Linked DNA regions of Mus musculus: all the other regions are linked to region 3. The links are chromatin contacts, called in public HiChIP or PLAC-seq maps. All regions are on one chromosome and are shown on one strand. Each heading gives the region's core, a stretch centred on a gene start, on an enhancer-like site or on the middle of the called end of the contact. The rest is flanking DNA. Distances are from core to core; before and after follow the strand shown. Region 1 has its middle 71 kb from the start of St18. Region 2 has its middle 110 kb from the start of St18. Region 3 has its middle 48 kb from the start of Alkal1.

The links. HiChIP or PLAC-seq counts read pairs in DNA pulled down with a chosen protein or histone mark.
Region 1: a CTCF HiChIP or PLAC-seq map of pro-B cells shows a contact between it and region 3, with 2.9 times the contacts expected there. The contact joins two enhancer-like sites.
Region 2: an H3K4me3 HiChIP or PLAC-seq map of bone marrow-derived macrophages shows a contact between it and region 3, with 6 times the contacts expected there. The contact joins two enhancer-like sites. A contact is called at or near these places in 2 of 484 Hi-C or Micro-C datasets (bone marrow-derived macrophages and macrophages) and 2 of 115 datasets of contacts at active chromatin or transcription factors (both in bone marrow-derived macrophages).

Annotation. Positions count from the first base shown.
Region 1 is chr1:6,656,964-6,660,251 of GRCm38.p6, reverse strand. It overlaps a transcript of St18 not described here. Among named protein-coding and RNA genes, the nearest start is that of St18, 71 kb to the left of the region's middle. Within about 2 kb of position 1,906, at least 16 of the 459 cell types and tissues checked have an H3K27ac peak or open chromatin away from gene starts, as enhancers often do. A contact at or near this core is called in pro-B cells, where this site is marked.
Region 2 is chr1:6,622,290-6,625,601 of GRCm38.p6, reverse strand. It overlaps a transcript of St18 not described here. Among named protein-coding and RNA genes, the nearest start is that of St18, 110 kb to the left of the region's middle. Within about 2 kb of position 1,486, at least 33 of the 459 cell types and tissues checked have an H3K27ac peak or open chromatin away from gene starts, as enhancers often do. A contact at or near this core is called in bone marrow-derived macrophages, where this site is marked.
Region 3 is chr1:6,405,603-6,408,601 of GRCm38.p6, reverse strand. No RefSeq gene overlaps it. Among named protein-coding and RNA genes, the nearest start is that of Alkal1, 48 kb to the right of the region's middle. Within about 2 kb of position 1,676, at least 58 of the 459 cell types and tissues checked have an H3K27ac peak or open chromatin away from gene starts, as enhancers often do. A contact at or near this core is called in bone marrow-derived macrophages and pro-B cells, where this site is marked.

The DNA of each region.
Region 1 (3,288 bases), core at 657-3,156, 250 kb before region 3:
TATTTCATAACTTTTAAAAAGAGATGATAAGGAGTTGGCAAGGAACAGGGGTACTGGGTAATACAGGAGTCCCTATTTCATGTATGGTCCAGAACTGGACTAATGGCAGACCTAAAAGGAAGTAGCTATGAAAAGATACCACAACTTTAAAACTTTGAAAGAAAGCATTCAATTTGGAGCTTGCTTACAGTTTTAGAGGGTTAGTTCATAACCATCATGCCATGTGAACATGGCAGCAGGCAGGTAAGCATGGCACTGGAACAGTAGCAGAGATCTCATATCCTGATCTGCAGGAAAAAGCCAGAGAAAGAGAATGGGTCTGGCATGGGCTTTTGAAAACTCAAAGCCCACCTCAAGTAATACATCTCCTTCAACAGGATCACAGGTCCAAACTCTCTTGAAACAGTTTACTAACTAGAAATCAAGCATTCAAGTATATGAGCCTCCTTCCTCTCATTCTAACTACAACAGCGAGAGAGAAGGGAATGAAACCAGAGTGATTTAGCAAACACACAGCATGTGGCATTGTGATGGGTGACTTAGAAAAACATGCTTAGTGTTAGGATATTCTTAGCCTGCAGTTTCAAGTGAACTGGCTTTTTTCTGTCCCCACCCCAACTATAAAAGTTGAGTATCCTTGCCCAGTTTCTGTCCACAAGTCAGCATACAGCATAACACTCATCGCTTTGCCTGCCCATTTCTCTAAACACAATATGACTCTTGCAGACCTCTTTACATGGAAAGTAAGTCCCACATCCCCATTTTGTTGTACATTCTTGTCTTAATTTGTCCAGGAAATTTAATTAATTTTGGTGAATGCTCAGTTTTCTCAATGATAAGCAGGATAATGTGTTCCTCCCATTGTTATTCTAATGATTAAATAATATACTATTTACAAATAGTGTACCATTGTTAAACTGTATTACATTGCACAAAAGCTAGTAAGCACTGGTGGGTGCCCCAAAGAGACTTCAGTTATTTCTTTTTCTGGGATGAATCTGAAACCTGTTTCTAAGTGGGGGAAATTATTCGTTGGCTCCAGATTAGTGCCATTTGACCCTCAAGTGGAATTTCAAGCACCTTATGTATCTTCACATTATTCCTACTTCTTCCTGCTCATGGTCAGCGGCTTACAACTTCAATTGCCTTGTGAGTTTCAGTACAGGTTATTTGATAAGCTGGGTTCACATATAATGTCTTTTGGACTCTAGCCTTGTTAACACTTTGCTGTGGCCTCTAAAACACAAGGAAAGGACATTTTTGGTTTAGTTGGTAGGTGGGAAACTCTTGAAACAAATTTGCTATAATTAAGTTGGGAAGCATCACTGACCTAAAATGAAAACAACCTGAGATCCTTCATTTGCTTCTGACCCTGAACAAGAAAGGAACTGAAAAATTGACTGGTTGAATTCCCTGAAACAAATGATGCTTGAGCGGTTTCATGCATAATAACTGCCTTTGATGTAAATGGGGCCATCCGTCAGCAGCCACAAACGTTGCTATCTACTCTGTTTCTGCAAGGCCTTTTCCTATGGGACAAAGTCCCCAGCAACTTGCAGTCTTCACATAGCTCAGACCTGAAGACACAAGTCTGAGTACTGAGCCTTCAAAAACTTTGGAAGAGACTAAAAGGAAATGCTAGTAGGCAGGTGTTGGCATATGTTCCTTCTGAACAGTATTATCAGAGAATTTATAGTCTCTGTTCATACAAAAGTAAATAGGGTACTGTTTTCATATAGGACACAGGACAGGTGGTATCTTGCCACACACTTACTCCTGGCACAATTCTTCAGCCTCAGCTCTTCTTGTGCATTGAGTCAGGCACTAGAACTAGATGTGCTTCAACATATTGCATCTGTTGTTTCTGACTGGAGCCTCGCATTTCATAGCCCTGGCTGGTCGAAAGGATGGCACTACTGGAGAGCAAAACAAACCACAGCACTGTTTACACAGACTGCCCAGGTGCTATGTGCTATTGTGCTTTGTCTCATTGAAAACAAATATATGCTTATAGGCTTGCAGTTTGCATGATGAACTTAGGGTGAAAATAAAAGGAGATGGATAGGAGTCATTTTCAGAAAAAAATTTACCACAGCAAAGCCTTCAAAGCAGCAATTCATTTCCTTACCTCCAGCCTGACAGACCACTGACATTAAAGCAAAGGCATGTCCTAATCGTCATGCATGTAACCACTTTTTTTTCTTTTTTCACATTTGTATGCTAATCACAAGAAGCAAAAATAGACTTAGATTAGAAATCAAAGATTGGTTGTATACAGGTAATAGAGTTCTTGAATGCTTTATTTAAAGATAGAAGGCTCTTGAACCAGGCTTTATTATTGAACTAAGACTATCTATCCTTTTTGACACTTTTTAAATTAAGTTCTTCCTCTAATTTATGTTTTTGTCAGCTTTCTTCCCTTACTTGGTTTTAAACTGGCTTCTGTGCCTCTCTCTAAGTAATAAACTACTCCACAGAGAAGAAAAAAATTTTAATGACCCTCGAAATTCAGATTAACAAAATGGATCATTTGTACACAGCCATAGAATTATGAATCCTTCTGAAATATCTGCAGAAATTTCACCTGATGCAAAATTTCATTTCCCTCTCTCTGACATATCTCTGACTTTTCCCTTTAAAAATGGAATAGTTATAGTCCATCTATATAAAGATCAAATACTAAAAAGCAAAGGGAATATAGGGTACAATTTTGAAGTTTAAATGAAACAGGATTTTATTTTCTTTGTGAACTAAGGAAGGTGAGTTCTGGTGTATTAACATTTCTCATAGAAAAACAGTTTGTCTATGCTCGACTTGGATGACACAGGCTGTCTGCCCCTTCAGCGTAGCTCAGCCTGCCTTCCTGTTCTTGTGAAGCCAGCCGGCCTCCTAGTACATTCTGCCTCCCATCTGACTTCCGTAGCTTAGGACAAGCAGAACAGGGGAGCAGCTGCATGCTGTTGAGCCATGGCAGCAAGCATCTATCTATGATGGTATCTCTCTATTTGGAGCATAACTTTCCCACTCACCGCTATGTCGATCTGGGAAATAAAAAAACAAACTTATCAGACAAATTCTTTTGCTTCCTGGCCTTATGTTTGTTTTAACACTGTGACCATAGTGGGGCATAATAACATAATGCTAGAGAAAGAAGAATGTGAAAATTAGGTTCAATAGAGAATCAGGGATCAAAAGTTGTTTAAAAATAATGACATACTCCTATGATATCTTTCCTATACAGTTGCACTTTTAGCATATCTCATCCACTGGTATCCAACTGACTTCCAG
Region 2 (3,312 bases), core at 237-2,736, 220 kb before region 3:
CTAAATTTCACTAGCAAAAAACCCTGATATTTTCAATTACAAATATTGTATTATTTAATCAGGAATATTGAAATGACATTACCAGTCAAGTGACAGAGTGAGGGCAAATGAAAGCACAGAATATCATTTGCTATATTAGCAAAAGATAAAGAATGAAACTCTAGACAGGACATCTTTGTGGGCACTAGGCTATAGCCTTCCAGAGACTGACCTTGTGGTTTATTTTTTTTCACACATTTAAACGTAGTAGAACTTGTGACCTGTGACCTTTACAATAAGAATGAATTATATTGTCAATAAACAGAGCTCAGGTCTGGGGCCTAGAGAAAGGATCTGACATAAAACTAAGGGTAGATTCTATTAGTAGAGGATGCAAAGTACATGGGATCTCTTTCATTGAGATGTGATCTATCCTTGGCAGAATTCATCATGAAAAACCACTCAGGGTATTGGAGGATTCAGATGGAGTTTTGCTGCTAATGGAATATCAAAGAATCCTCAGATTGTCTGACCACATTTCACTTTGGCTTCCAGGAGAACAGAAAAGAGGCCTACATGATTGATAATCATGTTTCTCCAATGCTTATTTAAAGCTGAGCCTCTTAAACTGCAGATATGTATTATCTCACAAGAGCAGAACTGCTGTATTCTTGCTTTTCTTTTCCTATGGTTCCGGTACACAACTTATTTCTGTGACATAAATTTTGCTTCTGGATTTGAATAGTCCTAATTTGGCTTTGTCACTGTTTGTTACTTTTTTCTGTTGCTGTGATAAAAATGCTGACTAAAAGCAATTTGAGGAATTAAGGGTTTGTTTCATTTTACATACACTTCCTGGAAACACTACATCACTGATTAAGGTCAAAGTAAGAATATAGAATCAGGAACTGAAGCACAGAGGAACACTACTATCTTGCTCCTTTTGGCTTCCTCAGCTTGTTTTCTTATACAGCTCTCAAGACTACCTGCCTGAAGGCAGGACTGCCCAGAGTTGGTTGGGCCCTCCCAAGTCAATCATTAACCAAGAAAATGTCTCATATACTTTCCCACAGACCAATCCAAAGGAGGTATTTCCTCAATTGAGGATCCCTCTTCTCAGATGACTCTGAGTCAAGTTACAAAAACTAAACAACACAGAAACTGCATGTAATTCATAACAAAGCAAAATGCTGTAAGAATATTTTATTATGGTGTTCTATACTTTAATAAGAAAAAAAATCCTCAAGAAAAAAAAAAATCAGTTCTAAAGAAGAGAACTTTTAAAAGTCAACACACTGACTCCATCCTGTACTCCAGTGATTCTACAGTCTATAGAACCACTCCTCCTGAGATCTCTCCTGAATGCTGTTTCCAATAGCCTCCTTGCTGCCTTCAGTTGAGCCAGGAAGAGGCAGACAGACCTTGTAGAATAAGCCAAAGAAGTTGAATATCATTCATCATACAGCAATTTGTCTTGGGGAACTGTGAACAGAGGAATGATGTGACTCACTTTGGCAAGATTGCTAAGTAAATAAAGTCATTTCCTGCTGAGCCTACCAATCTGAGTTCAGTTCTTGGAACCCATGTAGTAAAAGTGATTTTTTTTAAATGGCCTCTAACATCTACACATGCATTGTCATGTCCCTCCCTACAATATATAAATGAACAAACAAAAAAGATCCAAGGACAACTGAGATATATTCCAGGTCCTTTTTCTGATAAGTCTATAGTAAGAGTTACCAAGAATGTCACCAACTAGGACAATTAGATGAACACATGTGCAAGCAGCCAGCTTCTATATATCCAGTGGTATCAAGGGAGAGAATGAGGAAAAGAAAAAAAGAAGTCAACAAAAGAGTTTAACATATTCTGTTTATACATTTTACCTGGAGAACTGTCTCAGTATCAGTTGATCATGTGTTTGGCAATCAGTGGATAGAGCAGAGCAAAATTGAGCATTTGAATGCATCTTCCCAGTCCCTATTATTATTTTTTCTCCCGAATTTTAAGTTCTTTTGCTTAGAAGTTGATATTATTTTAAGGTCAATTTAAAGGTGACTTTTATTCTCCTATTGGAATTGTCATCTCCAAGGCTTTCTACCTCTGTTTGTTAACCTAGGTCTAGTCTAGGAAGCTTCTAGCCATCATATAATCTTATGTAAGCTTATAACATTTTCATCCTCTGAGACTTACTGCTAAATAAGCTCATTCTGTCTAGTTCTTTCTGAACTCAGCATGGCAGATTTAAGTCAGCTCCTCTGGCTCAAACTTCTCAAAGCTGACTGATTCGATCTGCCTTCTCTCTCAGCCTCTGTATTTTTGATCTGTTGGCCTCAAACTAACTCTGATAATCTGTTCTAATCTTCTAGTTCCTTCTCACTCTCTGGCTTCTTCTGTCTTTACCTGTGTCTACCTTGTTCTCTCTTCAACATGTTTCTGTAAAACTGCCTCCTTCTTCTCTCCCTCTGCACTGCTCCCTCTTATGTTGCCTCTCTTTTCTCTCTCTTCTCATGAGAGTTGAGCATATCCTGTTCTGTCAGATCTTTCACTGATTCATCACTTTGTCTGCCACTCAATTAAAATTTTCTTTTAAATATGGGTGCTTCCTTTTGCAAACTAACTTTACCTTTATTACTTGGGATTAAAGGTGTGTACTAAGGGAAAGTCTATGTTCTAGCCAGAGGAATTAAAGGAATTAAAGCCAAGGGCTGAGCCATACCATAATTAGAAACAGAATTTTTCAGTAAATAACACAATCTCATGGTTCACAGTGTGGTCAACTATCCTGCAACAGTCCAACTTTGCTGATGCTTCTAGTATCTGCTGAGACCCAATCCAGGAATCATTATGTTCTGTCTTCCTACCTTATATCTTTTGTGTATGGCAAGCCATACTCTTGCTACAATTCCATTGACTTATTAAAATGAAGTGAAATTGGGTATGAAAAGCTGAGGTACTGGAATGGGGGAATGGCAAGTTCCACCCAGTTTGAATTACACAGTAAATCTCCCCTTCTCCATTCCCTATCCCTCTACCCCATCCCATCTCTGATTTTTTTTTTTTTTTGAACAGGAGCCTCATGTAGCACAGATTGGCTGAACATTTGATCCTCTACCTCCTAAGTACTGATCTTGTGCCAGGAAGTGTTTGTGAACTCCAAAACACAACCAAGGAGCCATTAGGGTCTTTTTATTACAAGTTTGGGTTTGGGCTCTCCTCCAACACAACCTGACACATCAGGATAGAATGCAAAGGCTGAGCAGCCTCGAACCCTCAGCAGGACAAATTTTTATAGGAAAATAGAAGCAAGTGAGAGGGTGAAAGAGGAGGTGT
Region 3 (2,999 bases), core at 427-2,926:
CTTTGCTCACAAACCATTCAAATTGCTGCTGGCTTCAGGGGAACCCAAATCCAGTTCCACAGCACAGATGTTAGGGGAAACTTGTGCCAAGGCATCTATGATTCCTTTCACCACCACATCATTGGAATGTGGAAGTAGGCAGGCATGCAGACTGCAGCAGCAAATGGAGAGCTCACATCTTACACTAAGAGCAGCAAACAGAGAGGGAACTGAAGTGCCATGAGTCTAAACAAAGCCCACCTTCTGTGACATACTGCCTTCACCAAAGCCATACTTCTTGTACTGGCTAGTTTTGTGTCAACTTGACACAGCTGGAGTCATCACAGAGAAAGGATCTTCAGTTGAGAAAATGCCGCCATGAGATCCAACTGTAAGGCATTTTCTCAATTAGTGATCAAGGGGGAAAGGCCCCTTGTGGCTGGGACCATCCCAGGGCTGGTAGTCTTGGTTCTATAAGAGAGCAGGCTGAGCAAGCCAGGGGAAGCAAGCCAGTAATGAACATCCCTCCATGGCCTCTGCATCAGCTCCTGCTTCTTGACCTGTTTGAGTTCCAGTCCTGACTTCCTTGGTGATGAACAGCAGTATGGAAGTGTAAGCTGAATCCCTTTCCTGCCCAACTTGCTTCTTTTTCTGATTTTGTTTTTGTTTTTCGAGACAGGGTTTCTCTGTGTAGCCCTGGCTGCCCTGGAACTCACTCTGTAGACCAGGCTGGCCTCGAACTCAGAAATCTGCCTGCCTCTGCCTCCCAAGTGCTGCCCAAATTGCCTCTTGGTCATGATGTTTATACAGGAATAGAAACCCTGACTAAGACACTTCTTAAGCATGACAAACAGCTTCACCAATTGGAGACTAAATATTCAAACATCTGCATCTATGAGGAATGTTTGCATTCAAATCACCATACTAAGTACTACGGAGAAGGATCCGTCTTAGCCTCTGAGGTATGAGGTCTGCCAGATGGGGAGCTACTAGAATGGATCTATCAGCCCCACTTGTCAGAATATAAGAATATTTTTAAATGGTCTGAGAGTGTTTCTAATTCCTTCAAAAGGCAAAGAATAGCATGTAGACCATCCTTGTTGGACAATGAATCCTTCTAATTGGGGGCTCTAGGGATTTTTATGAGTTGCTCTCCTTGCTTGGTGTAAGACATAAGGGTGGGCTGCACAGGAAAGAGGGGCTGTAAAAACAGAGAGATGTCCCTGTTTGTTAGATGCTGTTCGGTTTATTTTGTTCTCCTAAGACCTAAGATCCCAGCCTGACTCCTGACTTTTAGTGAATAACCTAGATTTTAGTTCATTTCTAATGTTTACAAAGGGTACTTAGTTATGCCTTTTTGTTTTGAAACTTTAAAAAGACTCATTATGTTAAAAGTGGAATAAAATAAAGTTTTGTGGTAAAACAAAAGAGAGAGAAGGAGGGGTAGAGTCAGTACCAGAGAATACTAACTGCTTCGTGTGATGCTCCTGGCTTAAAATACTTATTTACAGTTTTAAAAGAAATTTCTTACCTGAATGAATGTTCTTGTACTTTGTGATTCAGCTATTGACTTCAAATAAAAGTGACGTCTTCAATAAAACAAAACAAGACTTCCAAGCCCCATATTGTACCGGGACACCTGTGTCTGTTCCAGCTGTCCTCATACCAACCACCTGAAGGTGCCAGCCTCAGTTAATCACCAATGTCCCTACTCCAGGTCATTTAGTCATCTCAGAAGTTGAACTTGAGTTTGAACTGGAACATAATTCCGAGGCCTCAAAATTTGTCACAGAATAGTCTCCCAGAGTATGGTCTCAGATGCTGCAAGTTGTAAACTAGGAAGTGATCTACTGTCTCTATTTCTTTGGGCTTCCAGGGGATTCTGACACACTAAAGTTTCTGAACCATTGCACATGGCGCTATGACTTCCCTAAGTCCTGTCAGAATCTGCTTAGCTCTTCTTTCTGAGAGCAAAAAGGTACTCAGAATAGCGATTGTTAAGTACTGACTTTCTGTTTCAAAATGAAACTACTAGCACAGAGAAGCCCATCTGGAGTTGTTGGTGGCCACAATGTTTCAGTGTTTTTAAGTCTGACAGCGAGGCGCCACCGTGTGGAAGAAAGATGACCCTACATTAAAAATAATTCCCGCAGTGATCAGTTGACTTCCCAGTTTTGTTTGTTGTTTGATCTTTATTTACCGCAATAGTTTATACACAGTGGGGAAATGATTTTGTAAAAATGAATAACTAAAGAAGACATTAAAAGTACACAAAACATACAATGTATTCTTAGAGTGTAATTGCGGTTTCATGTTTCCTCACATCTGTCTTCCTTCCCTCTGGGGCCAGTGACAACATGCAGACTAGCAGGACCAGGAGCTGGAGCAGCAATGTGCTGCACAACCGAACAGAAGTGAAATCTGCCTTCCTGGAGACCATCCCCTGTACAAAAATGTTTCCCTCTGCAAATGGCTTCCTTTGTCGGACTGCTGAAAAACAGGTCCATGTGCCAACAGAAGGAAGGAGCACGGGTTCAGAAAATGATTCTGACCCATCGACTTTCACACTGAGCTGTATCTAGTGTTTATTCAAACTATCATTTGTTCCATGTAATTTTCTATTTGTTTCATTTCCATCGTGCATAAAGAACTCAAATTCCAAACGCAATCTGAGGCTATGAATTACGTGGATGTTTAAAGACCTGTCTACACTTGCTTTTGTCTGCTTTGTTCTTTGTGCTTGTGTTTGACATCTTGGTGCCACTTACACAAGCCACAGTTAAGTGATGAAGAGCCAAAACCCTCAAACAATAAGTAAAACAGAAAACCTTTGATGTTGTCTTTTGTTTATTTACTTTATTTTTGTTTTGTTTCAAATCTAATTGAGACAAACCAACAAGAAGAAGAAATCACCTAGGTGCTGTCTGGTCACCCTCTCTGGTCAACATTCCAGAAATAGACATAGATATAAGTGTTATAGCTAAATGTTAAAATCATGTCCAGAAGAATGAGGAACTGAA